2 separate regions of the Hordeum vulgare genome follow, and region 1 is linked to region 2. The links are chromatin contacts, called in public Hi-C maps. All regions are on one chromosome and are shown on one strand. The core of a region is the stretch at or near the end of the contact, and the rest is flanking DNA. Distances in the headings are between cores, read along the strand shown. Region 1 holds the start of LOC123448184 (heterogeneous nuclear ribonucleoprotein Q-like). Region 2 holds the start of LOC123448181 (scarecrow-like protein 3).

Region 1 (7,233 bases), core at 4,709-7,208, 750 kb before region 2:
TGACGCGCGTGTAGAACCTCCCTGCAGCGAGCCTCGCGCGTCGCAGCACTTGCGTGCCACCACACTCCCTCCAACGTCGGCCCCCGGGCCGTCGCCGCGTAGCCACCCTCCTCGGAGCCACCAGATCTGCCGCTTCCCCGACAAAGCCTTGCTGCGCCGCGTATGCGCGCCTCCATGCGCTTGAGCACAACCACCCTGGCCCATGCGCGCGCCGACGCGTGTGGGGTGTCCTGGATCCCGCCGAGATGAGCAGCCCGCCGGAGCTTCGACAGGAGGAAGAAATGCCCCCCCCCCCCCCCCCCGTCGCCGAACTGGGCGGGCTTTGCCCGACGAGCTCCCCGACGGCGTCGAGGGGAGAGGGCCGATGGATCTGCGCTAGCGGCGGCTAGGTTTCTCCCCCCTTGCCGCCCACACGAGCGACCCGAGGAAAAATGTTGCATACAAGTCACGTAAATATTTGCTACAACCGGCGTTTGACTTTTGCTACCACGTACCATTAGCTTCGTTTTTTTCTACGATCACGCAAATATTTTTTTTCTACAAATTTTGTTTTTTGTTGCAACCGTTGAAAAAAATTGGTGCATATGAGGAAAAATGTTGCATGCGGATCCAACGGTGCGGACACGCGGGGTTGGTAGATCCTGCGGCCCGCGCGCGGCCAGGCCGAAAGTTTGGGCCGGCGCATATCACTCCCTAAAAAAAAGATAAAAGGGTACGGCGAGTCCGGGACACTCGGGTGGCATCACACATTTTTTTCGTTTGTCAATAGTACCGCGTTTGTGTCGGGATCGGAATCATCGCATCATGAAGGATGGAGTAGTTTGTTTCCATATACACCACGTACTCACTCCCATACTACAGTAGTATATATAGGTAGCCAACATCCGCCTTCCCATACGCATGGCCCGCTGACCTAGCTTCCTTTCCTTGCTCCAAATCGCTGATCGCCCAGCAGCCGGCGAAACCTGAGGAACAATGACGGACCCCTACCATGCGCTAAGCTTGGGTATGCGCTTCAACCCGACGGAGGAGCAGGCGATTGCTGCGTACCTGGTGCCATGGCTCCTCGGCCAGCCGCTGCCTGACACCGCCGGAATCATCCATCACGCCGAGGTTTACAAGTCGGAGCCAAAGGATCTCGCCGCCGCGTGGCCCCGCCTTCCCAACACCCACCACCGGTTCTTCTTCACCACCTGCAGGCGGCAGAAAGCCGGGACGGGCTTCAGGATGAAGCGCACCGCCGGCGCCGGTAGCTGGGTCACGAGTACCAAGACGGAGGTCAAGAACAGCGCCGGCGAGACGATCGGGTACCACGAGAAGCTTCGCTACGCGTACAAGGGCCAGAGCGGCAAGTCCGAGTGGCTCATGGACGAGTACCACTGCCGCGGATTCGACCAATACGCCCTCCTCGATGACGGCAAGGAGGAGCGCATCCTGTGCAGGCTCTACGTCTCTCCCAGCGTCAAGCCGGGATCCGTCGCGCTTCAACAATCTGCTGCAGCGGATCACCTGCTTGTCCGTGGAACTCAAAGATCCGCCATGGCCGTCGCCGTGCCGCAGCAGCCGCGCCGTCCACAGGAACAGGTTCCCGCGACCACCCAGGCGCCGGCCGGGATGAAGAAGCCTCCTGCACCAATGTGGTCCTCTGCGACTGCAACAGGAGACCATCGCATCAGAGACAGAGTTCAAGAACCCGGCATCATGATCATGGCCGCGCCACCGCGTCCACAAGCACGACCGCAGCAAGTGATCGAGAAGCCAGCGACGCCGCGCTTCCTTGATCTTTCGTCGGGGCAACAGCAACGTCGCGTCACGGTCCCTCCGCCCGTCACCACGCAGCAGCAGGCGCCCAAGAGGCCAGCCCCTCCCATCGCCGAGCCGCCGCACCCCAAGAGGATGCGTGCTGCTGCTCTCGCTCCGGCTCACACACGTCCCGCGGTGAAGCCGGCGTCCATCCTGTCGTGGGAGCCGGCAAAGCGACCGTCCTGGTGTCCTCCGCAGCAGCCGAACTTCTTGCCGGCGCCGCTGCCTCAGCGCCAGGCGACCAAGGACAAGGCGGCCGATCTTGGATCAATGGCAGAGGGCCAGAGCCAGACCACGATCCAGCAAGGAGTCCACAAGAGGACGATCCAACAAAAGGCCTGCAATGACTACACGGACGACAAGGTGTTGCCAGAGAAGACGGAAGGCGTAGGCGGCAAGATCATCCAAAAAGATGGCGACGAGGAGGAGGACGAGGACTTCATGAGGTTCTTGGATGACGTGATTGAAATAGCGCCAGAGGAGACGGAAGACGCAGAAGGCAAGGCCATCCAAGAAGATGGCGATGAGGAGGAGGACATGAGCACCTTGTGGTGATGGAGACGGTTGGAAGAGCTGAGATGAACAAGAAGGCTTCCCTCCTGTCCTGTGATGAGTAGCTTCCTTTGGTTGGTAATGGTAGACTCTTCACTCTAACTGCAGTCTGAGACTGAAGCTTGTACTGTACTGTAATAGACACAGTGTCGTGGCTCCTAGCTTGCTAATATATAAGCTGGAGAGTGGGTGGTTGGGTGGCACGACATACTCCCTCCCTTCCTAAATATAAAGGCATTTTAGATATTTTTCTATAGACTACGTTCAAAAAGAATGAGTAAATCTATGCTTTAAAACACGTCTTGTCCATATGTAGTTTATAGTGAAATCTCTAAAATGTCTTATATTTAGAAACAGATGAAGTATATATGAACAACTTTATTTTCTTTTTCTTTTTTGTTTTTGCGCTCACATATTCAGTTAACTTCAGGGACCATGCTGGAAAACAAAGAAATTACAGTAAAACTCAATATCTGATCTTGATAAACTAGCAGCCTGGCTCACACAGTACTTTTTGGGGGTTTCTCTCGTACAATCAAACAATTCTATTTGCCAGCATTCATGGACTTCCGTGGTAGAATCTACCGTTCAGGGACAAACATTTAGGGTCTTGAGGGACAGATTTCTGGAAACACATGAGATGCTGGCAAAGACAACACGGATGCTAGTTTTATTCGTGAACAGCTGACATAATAAACTATCTTTTAGCTAGGACGGATAGATCACATATATGCCCAATTCTTTTTCTTTCACTCTCAGCAATGGTGGACGTCTCCTCTCATAGATCAGGCATACCAATTCCAGCTTTGGCATCATAGGTCTTCTCCAGCACATCCTCAATTGGTGTATCCTTTGGGCCATCTGCATCAGTCAAAGAAAATTAGTCCAATTACAAAATAGACGTGTATTCATGAGCAGATGCTCATATAGCAATGCAATACATCGCATGCCAACTAGTGGGTAGGTACTCCCCACACAAAAGTACAGGAAATTTCTACGGCATTTCGTTTGTTATTCACAAAACCGACTTGTTCTTTTTCTCCAACCGTTGTCAACGAACAGCATGAAACATCACAATTTATTCTGCACTCTTTACTATTGTTGAACTAATTTTATCATGCCTGTCAAAGTCTTTATAAAATATAGAATGCAGCAAACAAGTCAAACATCATTAGCAGAAGCACCTACAGTAGACTATCGCAGATCCGGAACATAAAACATAGTCTTCCAGAACAAGAAAATTCCAGCAACACGAGACGAAATTATGAAAAAAAAAGTCGTATTAAGTGGAGATTGGCATCATGAAGAATTCAGATGTCCACAAACAATTGCAGTATAACAAGTCAGTTAATTCTTCTCTAAACAGTATAATCATGCACTTCAAAAGCAACTAATAATGAGCAAAAAGGATCTGGTTATGGAACATGAACATACGAGATGTGGGTCTCGGCTTTTTTCTCTCCTTCAAAATTTCTGGCCGAGGTATGACAGCACCAGACGCATACATTCCCCTAGAGACCCTTACTTTAGTCCCATCTTCCAAATACTTGTATGTAGTCTTGCATGGCTTCCTGCAGACAAATAGATATTTTAGAATGTAGACAAATAAAAGATGTATCTCTAGAAAATAACGGTATCAAAAGATAAGTATCCTACCCGGTGACTGGATCAATTACTTGTACATTTGAAACATGAAGTGGAGCTTCAACTGAGAAGATCCCGCCTATATGCCCTTCTCCTTGCTTAATATGTTTCTTAACCTGAAAATATGTGAGCACACAATTACTAAGTGACTTTTCAATGCAAGAGAAACACATAAACATGCAACTAAGTACCCAGTATCCACAATTACTAAGTTTGTTGGTTGCAGTTGTCCAGTTACCCAGTATCCCCCATAAACATGCAACATCTTACAGTATATATACAAAGATTTAGAAAGACAAACATTGTGCAGTTCACAATTCCTGTTCAATATTCACTACAGCCACTTCCTCACCATATTCAAATTAATCTGCATTTATCTAACTGAGGCATTCAGCATTTGTTTGTTATGGGTTTAGGACATGTAAAAATCCAGCAAAACATCGCACGAACTTATTGTCAGTTTTTTATGGTATCTCATCGTCATTGACAATTAACTAAAAGTAAAGCATGTGACGAGGTGAGGAACATTGTAGCATAAGTACGTATAGCACTGCAACGACTTGGTAGACACCAACATGCCCAGGAAAGGAAAATATATGGTACTGTATATGCTAACCACTCAAAGGTAGATAGGCACAGACAATATTGCAACAGATCTTGCCGGGGTTGTTTTGGTCCCCTTTCCCTACCATTTTAATGAATTAGGCCTAACCTCCAGGCTTTCAAACACGCCTTAGGTGACACTTGTATTGCCTGACTTGTCCAAGATTTGACCATAAAGCCGATCTCCATCATACATATGATGATGCACTTAGGCAAACATCCTACGAGTAATATGTGCTCATTTTGTACTTCTGGTATTCTTATGTCGTTATGGATGCACAGTATGCGATGGGAAGAGTTAGATTCTCATTTACTATTTATTACAGACTTATATTAATACAGATATTATAATTATATTTTGTGGGCAGTATAGTTTTATCTCATCATTCATAAAAATTGAAGGGAAACAAAAATCCTCTGCTGCAGTAATCACCAAATAACATCTGTGCAGGCGCAGCATAGCAGCTACAACACTAGCCTTAGCCCTGAAGAATTAGCGTGCGGAATTAAGACAGACAAGTTCCCCATTCACTTTGAGTGCAGTGGGAATTTCGACAAACACCTGTAGTGCGTGCAGCACCCAGAGCACGTATCATCACATTGCATACAGCTTGTCAAAGATACGCAAATTGACACTCCCATGACACCAAAGAGTAGCACTGAATCCGAAGCAATCGCGAGAGGAGGAAGGAAGAGTGGATAGCTGTGCAGACGATTATACTATTACCAGATTCTTTCCCTCGACGATGACGCGATTCTGCGAGCGGATGACCCGCTTGATCAGCCCGCTCTCCCCCTTGTCCTTGCCCCTTATGATCATCACCTGGCGCCAAATTCAGAGAGAGAGAGAAAAGGAGATTTCAGGAGATCTCTCGAGAGCAAGGAGAGCAGCAAGAGGAGGATCTCTCGAGATGTCGCGTACGTTGTCGCCGCGGAGGATCTTCCAGTGCCTGATGAGCTTCTCCGCGGCCTTCCACCCCATTCCTGCCTCTCAGCTCAGGCTGCGGCTTGGCTTGGCTTGGCTCGATTAGGCTGGGAGGGGAGGGGAGCGAGAGTGGATGGAGAGAGACGGCGGCGCTCGCGGGAGAGGGCGGCCGGAGGAAGAAAACCACCTAGGATGGGCCTCAAAACGGGCCGGCAGAAACTGGCATGACCCACGCAGCTAGGCCGCAGGCCCGTGGCTCTCCGGTCCGGAGGCAGGCAGATCAACGGTGCTGGCCCAGTCAGCGCAGGATCGGACGGTTCGCGAGATCTCAGGGATGAGAGTGTGATGACGGAAAAGAGTGAGGGCCAGACTGCAAGTTCCTCTCTAAATGAGCCGCCACCTCGCCCTGCTCTTCTTCCTCCTCCTCCTCTAGCTAGGGCTAAGCTGACCTCCCCCACCCACCCTTCGCCGGCGGCTCCACCCCCTGCCAGATTCCGTTCACCGATATAGGAGGTAAACTCGCCAAGAGATCTGTCTATTTCTCCGGTTCCTCGCGGCCACTTTCTTCCCATGCGCCATCTCTCGTAAGCCCCGTCGCGCTAGCTTGTCCCGGCCTCCGATTCGGTCGCGATTTCGGTTCTCTGCTGCGGCAGAGGCGCCAAGTCGCCGACGACTGTCTATAGGAATACCTCGTGAAATCCCCTTGTTGCGGTTGGTTCAACTGGTAAAAGGCGTGGGCTTGCTGCTTCGATTTCTCTGCTTGTGTTTGTCCAGCTTGGGCAGACGCCCTAGTGGCATGAACCTGGGCGAAAAGGACGTGTCCTTTTGCGTCGATTGCTTTATCCAATCTGTATGGCCACTCGCTTTACTTGCGATAATGGACATCCTAGCATATCCCGCTGCAGTGTACCCCCCCCCCCCCCCCCCCCACACACATGCTTTTGCCCAATCATTTGCAGAATTAACTAGTCTCTGTAGAAGAATTACATTCGAATCTACGTATTTATCTTTCTAACTGGTCAGATTCTTGACCAGCTCCATGCTATATTTACTAGAGTTTGGTTTACCCTAGATGCTACTATTATATACGTTGTTATCTACTTCTCATAGTGTTTTTTTTCCTGTCTTTTTTCTTCTTTTCCTTCCATCCATTTCATGGATTTCAATTAAACCATCAGCCCGTTGGTTACACTTCCAATTGCATCGTCTTGGCCATCATTTGTATACTCTTTGTTTTCTTCTCTGTGCTTGTTCGGGACCGTGTTCTTGAGAACCTCCCGGTATCATCCTGGCCATACGCAATTTCTTCGTTTGTCCCTTAAGCAATTCCATGCTATCCCGTTTGGCACCTATGGATACATCCAAGTTGATATCATTGCATACCAATTGTTCTAGTTGTTTCTGTTGTTTTTCGTCCTATCCACATGTCCTCAATTTGCTCTCCCAATATTTTTGGCTCCTCTGCTCTTTCCAAAGTTGCCTTGGAACTTTGAGCTCTTCGAGATGCCTAGAAGAACAGAGGATGCTGAACCAGCTCAACCAAAAGAGTGCTTGGAGTTTGATGATAATGAAGAGGAGGAGGTAGAAGAGGAAGAAATTGAGTATGAAGAAATTGAGGAGGAGGTAGAGGAGGAGGTGGAGGAGGATGAGGATATTTTAGAGGAAGTAGAGGAGGTAGAGGAGGAGGAGGAGGAAGACCCTGAAGA
Region 2 (7,616 bases), core at 4,127-6,626:
TTATTTTTATTCGGCTTATAATAACTATGCTATTTTATTCGGTCCAAATTATGTTATTTGATTCAAACTATGAAAATCATGTAAAATAGGACGGCCAGCCGACACATATGAGTCGGCGCGTTGGGCGCGCTGTCGACCTATATCTAAAACAGGACGGACGACGGACGGGAGGCCGACCCAAACGAACAAAAAGCGAATGAAATCACCGCCCGTTTGGATCGCCCCATTGAAGTTGCTCTTAGTGCTTGCCATGACACACCAAGACAGTCCTCATGTTTTGCCCGTAGCAACGCACGTACACATTTAGTTCCATAAAAAAGTGTAATCATGTCCCACCCGTTAACCTCACAATTCATGTTGTCAGATGCTCATTCCTTCCGGTTTAAAAGGCCCATATGTATCTATGGTTTGACAATTTGACCATAGTAATAAGTACTTTCTCCATCCCTAATTATTTGTTGTGAAAATGGATGTATCAAGACATACTTTTAGTTCTAGACACATTCATTTCTATCCATTTATACTTCAGGATGAAGGGAGTACCATATATCACAAAAGTTATACTATTAGTAGTATAACATTTGAAGTTTCTAATGATATATTTTTCTGTGAGGTATAACTCGTTACATTGGTCAAATAACCAAAAAGGAGAGTCGACACTTTGGATTTGTCCGAATATACAAACGGCAGGTGATACCAAGATGGAGTTCTTGGAGTGCCCACTAGAATTTGACCACATCATGTACTGCATCCTTTTACATCCAATGCTTATTTCTGGTCAACAAATTTGCACACATACATTATACAGGAAAAGACAAGGAGGATCACACTGGGTATATTCCTAATTCAAGGAAAACATATGGCATATCGAAGCAGGCAATCACAAGAACGTATGCCATCTTACTACACTTCTTTTGCAACTCCAAAACCAACTCTGCTCTCTTTCAGCTGGCCAACCGAAAAGATGATCAATAACATAGAAAAAAGACACCCTAAACCATATCCTAAGTGAAAAATCTAACTTTGGTGAAGGCAGGGTAAAAGTACGATGAGATGGATATGGATCCAAGGATGTACTATGAACGGATCAGCATCTCTGACAATTCAATTCAGTTTGGTGCCAGTTCTCCAGAAAATAGCACATCACTTTCATCTCTACATACCTAAGGTTCGCACCAATCAACTTGAGTTGCCATTCAAGCATACCCTTAGCACCAGCGTCTTCTCCGCAGCTCCAGAAATCACCATGAACTGGGAGATCTACTGAGCTAGCCAGCCACATTATTTGGTGCTGCGTTCTGGCTGTGTGGTCTCCAGGCTGAGATGGAGTACAGACGAGTTGCACCCCAGCACAGCAGAAGGTCGGCATTGCCTTCGTCACACTTGCATTGTCTCAATCCGTAGCTCATCAGCCTCTCTTTGCCTTCCCTGATGGCTTCAAAGCTGAGGGGCACATGGTCAACTTGGCAACGCTGCATGTGCATTTCCCACTGGCTCAGCTTCTCATGCCGCTCATGCCGCTGGACCCCCTCGCATACCAGTATATTCTTGATCTCCTCCCCAAGGAGCACCCTCTCCACGCGTGCCCTCTGCGGGTTGGCTGCACCTACCGCATTGAGGCTGTCGAAGAGGGCGGCGTAGTAGTGGACTGTCTCGGTGAACCGATCGTGGAACAGCGGGGTGTTGTGGTCCGCGTCTTGCTCCATCATCACAATGATCTTCGGTTCAAGGGCGCGGATGGCGGAGAGGAAGCTCACCAGCAATCTTGGTATCTGGCGTTGAGGGGATGGTGTCTGTGGATAGTTCAGTGTAGATGCCGGACTGCGTGCTGGGCAAGCCATTTGCTTAAGCCGAGCCATGTTCGCCATTTGCTGGAGCTGAGCAATGCCGTCGCGGGTTACACTGTCATCAACTGCAAGGAGGCGATGCATCTGTAGAGCACAGCTGATCACAACTGCCTCACCGAAGTTTATCTTCAGGATCTCGCGGAGATTGCTGAAGTCCAATGTCTCGAGTTTGCCAATCACCTTGTCGAAATGAAAGAATAGCTTGAGGTTAGCAGCTTGCTTGCACAGGAGCGCCTGCATGTTGTCCAGGAACTCAATGTCTTCATGGACAACAGTTAGGCGTAGTTCGGGCGGGCCCCCAGGGCGGCCATGGAAATCATGAAGAATCTTGAGCCACTGCCACGGGTGGCTGGTTGAGCAAGACAAGTCAACAATTCGGACAACCTGCAGTGCCACCATCATTAGAATTCAGAAGTTCCCAAGCTTGCACTGCATGCAAAGTGGTCATAAATATATCACAGGAATCTAGACAATAGTGAAGGAAACCTGGCCTTGCTGGTAGAACCAATATTGCGTATAATAGAGTAAGAAACTCAAGGCATCAAGCTTGGATGCCGATTCCTCTTACTCTCCATGATGTATTTTTATTCAAATATGCACCATAATTTGAGACATTACTTAAGGAGATCTATATTGTGGTAACAGTATATGCTATCTCTATACACATATAAACCAGGTGTAAAATTAGAGGTGCCACAACAATCCTGAAATCAGTACTGGAGTAAATCTGAAAAATTCTCTAATTCATTGAGAGAAACAAGAATGTTTTTATACTCTATTAGATTGGACATGATTTTGATGGTGCAAATCGAGTACCATAACTAGAGAAATTATATCTGATCAGAAGAGGAGGGAATCCTAAAGATCTCTAATAAATCAAGAGGAACTGAACATATTTTATATCTTGGACCTGATTATAACTAGAGAGGTTACAAGTTAAGAAAAGCACACACTATATGTGTTTAGATTTGCTGACCAATACAAGCCCATATTCAATGTAAATACAGGTACATATTGTGACATTGAACTAGTGAACCTCTTAACACAGTAGCACATGGCTTAAAACTAGTTTACTAGAAAATATATAGTCACAAAAGGTGCCAAAAATAATGAAAACATTTCAAAAAAATTATCAAAAAGTTCACGTAACATTTCACACCCCGGGCATACCAAATGAAATAAATTAACTGCAGATGTATGTTTCATTAGGGGTATTTCAGTCCAAATTTCACCCCAGATTACATCCAGCTCATTGTCTTTGGTCATAGGAAAAAACTTGTGGTGCCACCTCATGCGAGATGGAGGGAGTAATAATCTTCAAATATTACCATCTCAGGGAAAATAATTATAGGTACCAATAAGCACAATATGTAAGTTGGATTTTCATTCCCATCAACTATTGATAATCCTGGGATCTAATCCACAATTCCACATATTAGTAACACTTCAACAAATAGGTCAACAAAACATTCAAGATGGAGAAAACTGCATTACCAATGTACTGACTAAAATTGGCATGCTAAGCCAGTAATACATAACACATAATTAAATAACGTTGATTCTGAAACTTGTAAAATCCTATAAGAAAATAAGCAATGCATCCCATGTTATTATAGCACCAACTTAGCTAGATTAGGCATGCCATTTCACATTCAGGAACAACAACCAATCCAAACTAAGTCAGGAAAAATAGCTGTAAATATATCTAGACAGCCATATATATCTAGTCAGGAAATCTTTTTTGCATCTTTAAGCAAAATTAAAGTAGAGTTTGACCTTTTGATCCTGGACTTGTTCCAGCATAGCCCGGTTAATAGTGACAAAGCCAGTGCTGAGGTAGGGGCTGATGCTGGCAAAGTTCTCGCGGGCAGCCCGGAGGCAGGACTGCTCGAGGTAGCGAGACGGGTCGATGAGGGCAGCAGCAAAGCCCTGGATGGGGCATAGAAGGCGGCGGGCTAAGCTGTCGGCGATTATCATGGACATACGCTGCAGTGGCCCGTCCACTAGAGAGGCGAGCTTTCTGATCTTCCTAAGGCTGCGGTCAGTCTTGTCAAAAGATCCTTCGATCACATGCGCCATGCACTCGTACAAGGCCGGGCCAAGTTGTGCCAAGTCATCCACCGTGCCCTGAGTGTGTGCGCATGGAGCGTGCATCGTTTCTGCCTTCTTGAGGAAGGATTGCTGTGTTCGTACAGGACGTAGGAACTAGTGCTTGGGTGTCCTGGCTGGATCAACTTCTCTGGTTGTTGGCACTGGTACATTTATAGGATAGCGTGTCTAACACATACATAGGATTGCGTGTCTAAGACATAATTGAACCGAAAGCAACAAGCTAAGAAGTTTTTACCGTGTTTGTTCGAATGAATTTAGAAAGATCCATGGTAAAGGCAAAGTATTGGCATATTGACGTATCCAAGGAATACTGTTGGAATTTTCGTTTTATTCCTTTGGCACCTTCATATCCACTGGGCAGAAATAGACAAATATTGCAGTCAACCTGATCAGACTACGGAAGACTACTCTTTGGAAGTTCCAACAAGCGTGTATCGTCGATGACTTGATTCTGGGTTAACAAGGTAACAAGAGTTTTGGTACACTGGAACTATTACTTTATTAGAACATAGATCCGTCTTGTACGTAGAAGTTACAGTGGCAAAACTGATCCAGTATATATTGTTATCATGTTTGGAATTTTGCTTTAGTCATTGTCAGCACTTATAGGAGTAGTTGCTAAGCAACATGCTTTGGTTGGACACATGTTTGGGAAGCCCACAAACCCAGACAATGACAGGCACGCCCAAAATAGTCAGAACCAACACCAGTAAGCACCTTGGCACAGGCCATCCTATCTTTAAGCAGGTACACTGATCATTACTCACTAGTACTGTGGTAATTTTCTGGTGTTGTAGAAGGCCACTGCCTGGGCAACACCAACCTGCCCAAGGCGTCCGGTGAATCCGCGATTGACTAACGCCTTGGTGAAGGCTGCATTTCTTTTGACAAGTGTGTCTGAAGTCTGAACTGTCAATATGGGTTATAGCCCAATGGACATGAACCAACACTTGATTGGCGATCCACGGGGCCAGGGCACTATCATTTAACAATTTTCACAGCGTCACGTCATTTCACTATGCAAATCTTAAACGGTGACATGCGTACTATTTACCTCAACAAGCCGTGATCCGGGAGAAGGGCGGCTGCCGGGTCAGGGGCATGGCAGCGCGGTGTGCCGGCCATGCCCGGCTGGTGGCCACACCCCGTACGAAGGGAGAATCGGGGTCAGGGACGAAGAATCCGAGGCATGCGGCCTCCGTCTGCAAAGATTTGCAAAGGCTAACCGGTGGATGCTCCAGGCGGGGGACGAGTAGGTGTGGAAGAGAGTCCCGATCTCCTCGGTCAACACTAAATCTATATGCCACGTGAGTTGTGTGGGAGCTACGCAACGCCGCGTGCCCCAAAGCTGCTCCATTCTTCGCGGCGGCGGCGGCGGCGGCGGCGGCTGGATGGGGGCGGGGGCGGCGGCGGACCTGGCTGGAGGACGTTTTTCTTTTTCTTTCTCTTTTGAGGATTGGATTGGAGGACGGGTTTGTGTTTTTCTTTTTCTTTTGAGTATTAGAGGACGGGTTTGTTTGTGTGGACACGGGACACAGCGTAGCGTTTCGTCCTTTTGGGCTGAGAGCTGGCAACCGGGTAGGCTTTCTCTGGTTGGCTATTGGGTATGGGCTAGGCTTTTGCAACCTCGTGGGCTTTCAGTTCCCCGGGCATCGAGTCCGAGATGGTATATGAAATGAAATCTCACCCGGAACCGGATTGCTGGACTCCCCCCACAAAAGCAGCAGGACCCGTTCGTTTCCGCCCCCTCACCTCACAAACCTCTCTCGTTCCTACACTGCCGATTCATCATCATCACCGTCGCCGCGGTGACTTGACGCGATCCTTTTCGATAAACGCTTCACGCGACATGGACGGCCCCGGCCCATATTACGACGCGGCCGCCAGCGAAGGGACACGCTCATTCTCATTCTCTATGCCAGGCGGCTTGATCACACAGATTCGGATACGGGAGGTTAACTCTATCCTGCATGCCTTCATTCCCGGAGCCAGAAGTAACGGCGATGAAGACGTCGATTTGCCTACGTACAGGGGCGACAGCTTCGGCGCGGTCCCGGCGTCCGAGGAGGCCATCGCCCAGCTGGAGGAGGCAGCCGTCGAGGAGACGAGGGAGGCGGAGTGCGCTGTTTGCATGGAGAGCTTCGAGGCAGGTGACAAGATCAGGAAGATGGCGTGCTCCCATGGATACCACGAGACCTGCATCTTCAGGTGGCTCCGGACCAGCCGCGCCTGCCCGCTCTGCCGCTTCCCCATATCCGCCGCGGAGGACCATTAAGGAATGAGTATATCACGATCGAAGACCGAGTTGAATACGATTATAGGGTTGTTTTATGTTACTATAATTCCATGGAAACATAGATTAAGGCCTTATTAGGTTTATAGTACAAATATTATAGGAATGGAAGAGTCACATAGTGAATCTCAACATGGGTACTAGTCTGCTGCCCCGGCCCGGCCGGCCGCCCTTGTTGCTTTCATTATCACTATACACGGGTTGTACTAGTGTAGACTCCTCTGGACTCCATGAAATTTTAACTCTGTTTTTAAAAAAGCAGCACTTCTTGGCTTTTTTTTTCTTTTAAATGTAGGATTGCCTTCGGCCTCTACATAAAAAAAATACATGCATGTTCTAAAGGATGTCACTACATAGCGGCGCTGCACCAAGGCCTTCCGGTGTGGCGGTTTTTTCTGTGCATGCAAATTGATACACCAGGATGACGTCAGTAAAGATTCCTCTAATGTTAAATTTTTAAAAAAATTTATCTCTTAAACTATAAATCCAATTAACGATCCGCTTTCACCGTTAGCTTTCTCGCAACTAGATCTGCAAAACTACATCCCATATCGACATGTTTTGACACCTTTTTTTAATCAATAGCTGTCAGATTATTATTATTTAGTTGTCAAATTATAAGCCACTTAGTAGCCACATTTAATCAACTTAGTTATCAGAAAAAAAAAACTACATTCCAGTTGTCACTTTCTAATTGTACCTGAGTGGCCATTATTATTTCATATAGCTTGCCAAAAAAAATTACACCAAATTATCAGAATTAGTTCTGAGAGTATTAGCCACTTAGTGGCCAGACTAAAGATAACTTAGTTGCCAACTAATTTTACATCTTAGTTGTACAGTGTCGAGTTGTCATATTCATGTAGCTTGCCAGAAAAACATATGTACTAGTACTTGTCATTTGTATTGTGTTGAGTTGTCATTTTATTCATTTAGCTTGCCAAAATAATTACATCAAATTATCATAATTATATGTTATACTTGCTTACTTGGTTAACTATGTTTTAAAAAATGCACACTTAATCATATTAAAAATACCTAGCTACAATGTTTAAACCTTTATAATTAATCCCATATCATAGGCTAGGACGGTATGGCAGCGAAAAAAGAACAACAACCAATTTTATACAAAGAGAATAGCACTAGCACCTGGCACACGTGTAAAGTGCAGCGCACTTTAGCTTAGCAGCTTATAGGCTTGTGTATCATTACTCTTGCAAACCTGTTTGGAATATAATAATAAAAACAGATAATCACTTGTTTGCATGCGACCCGAGCCGCCGCACCGGACAGCCAGCATGGGGCGCGTCTACTTAGATTTTTCCTTCATTAAATATGTAATACGATACAAGAACACAAATATA

The links. Hi-C and Micro-C count contacts between places; a contact is called where the count stands out from the background.
Region 1: a Hi-C map of seedling shows a contact between it and region 2, with 5 times the contacts expected there. The contact joins the promoter of LOC123448184 here to the promoter of LOC123448181 in region 2. A contact is called at or near these places in 2 of 6 Hi-C or Micro-C datasets (leaf and seedling).

What each region holds. Positions count from the first base shown.
Region 1 is chr4H:144,741,967-144,749,199 of MorexV3_pseudomolecules_assembly, reverse strand. It overlaps LOC123448184 (heterogeneous nuclear ribonucleoprotein Q-like), which reads left to right and starts at 5,958. Exons shown (of 10, transcript XM_045124995.1): 1 at 5,958-6,040; 2 at 6,706-6,807; 3 at 7,004-7,233. The coding sequence starts at 7,031. LOC123448185 (50S ribosomal protein L24) reads right to left here and starts at 5,728. Exons shown (of 5, transcript XM_045124997.1): 1 at 5,525-5,728; 2 at 5,330-5,425; 3 at 4,012-4,115; 4 at 3,790-3,926; 5 at 2,810-3,216. The coding sequence starts at 5,584. The coding sequence ends at 3,134.
Region 2 is chr4H:143,995,675-144,003,290 of MorexV3_pseudomolecules_assembly, reverse strand. LOC123448181 (scarecrow-like protein 3) reads right to left here and starts at 5,376. Exons shown (of 2, transcript XM_045124992.1): 1 at 3,624-5,376; 2 at 744-2,231. The coding sequence starts at 4,001. The coding sequence ends at 1,269.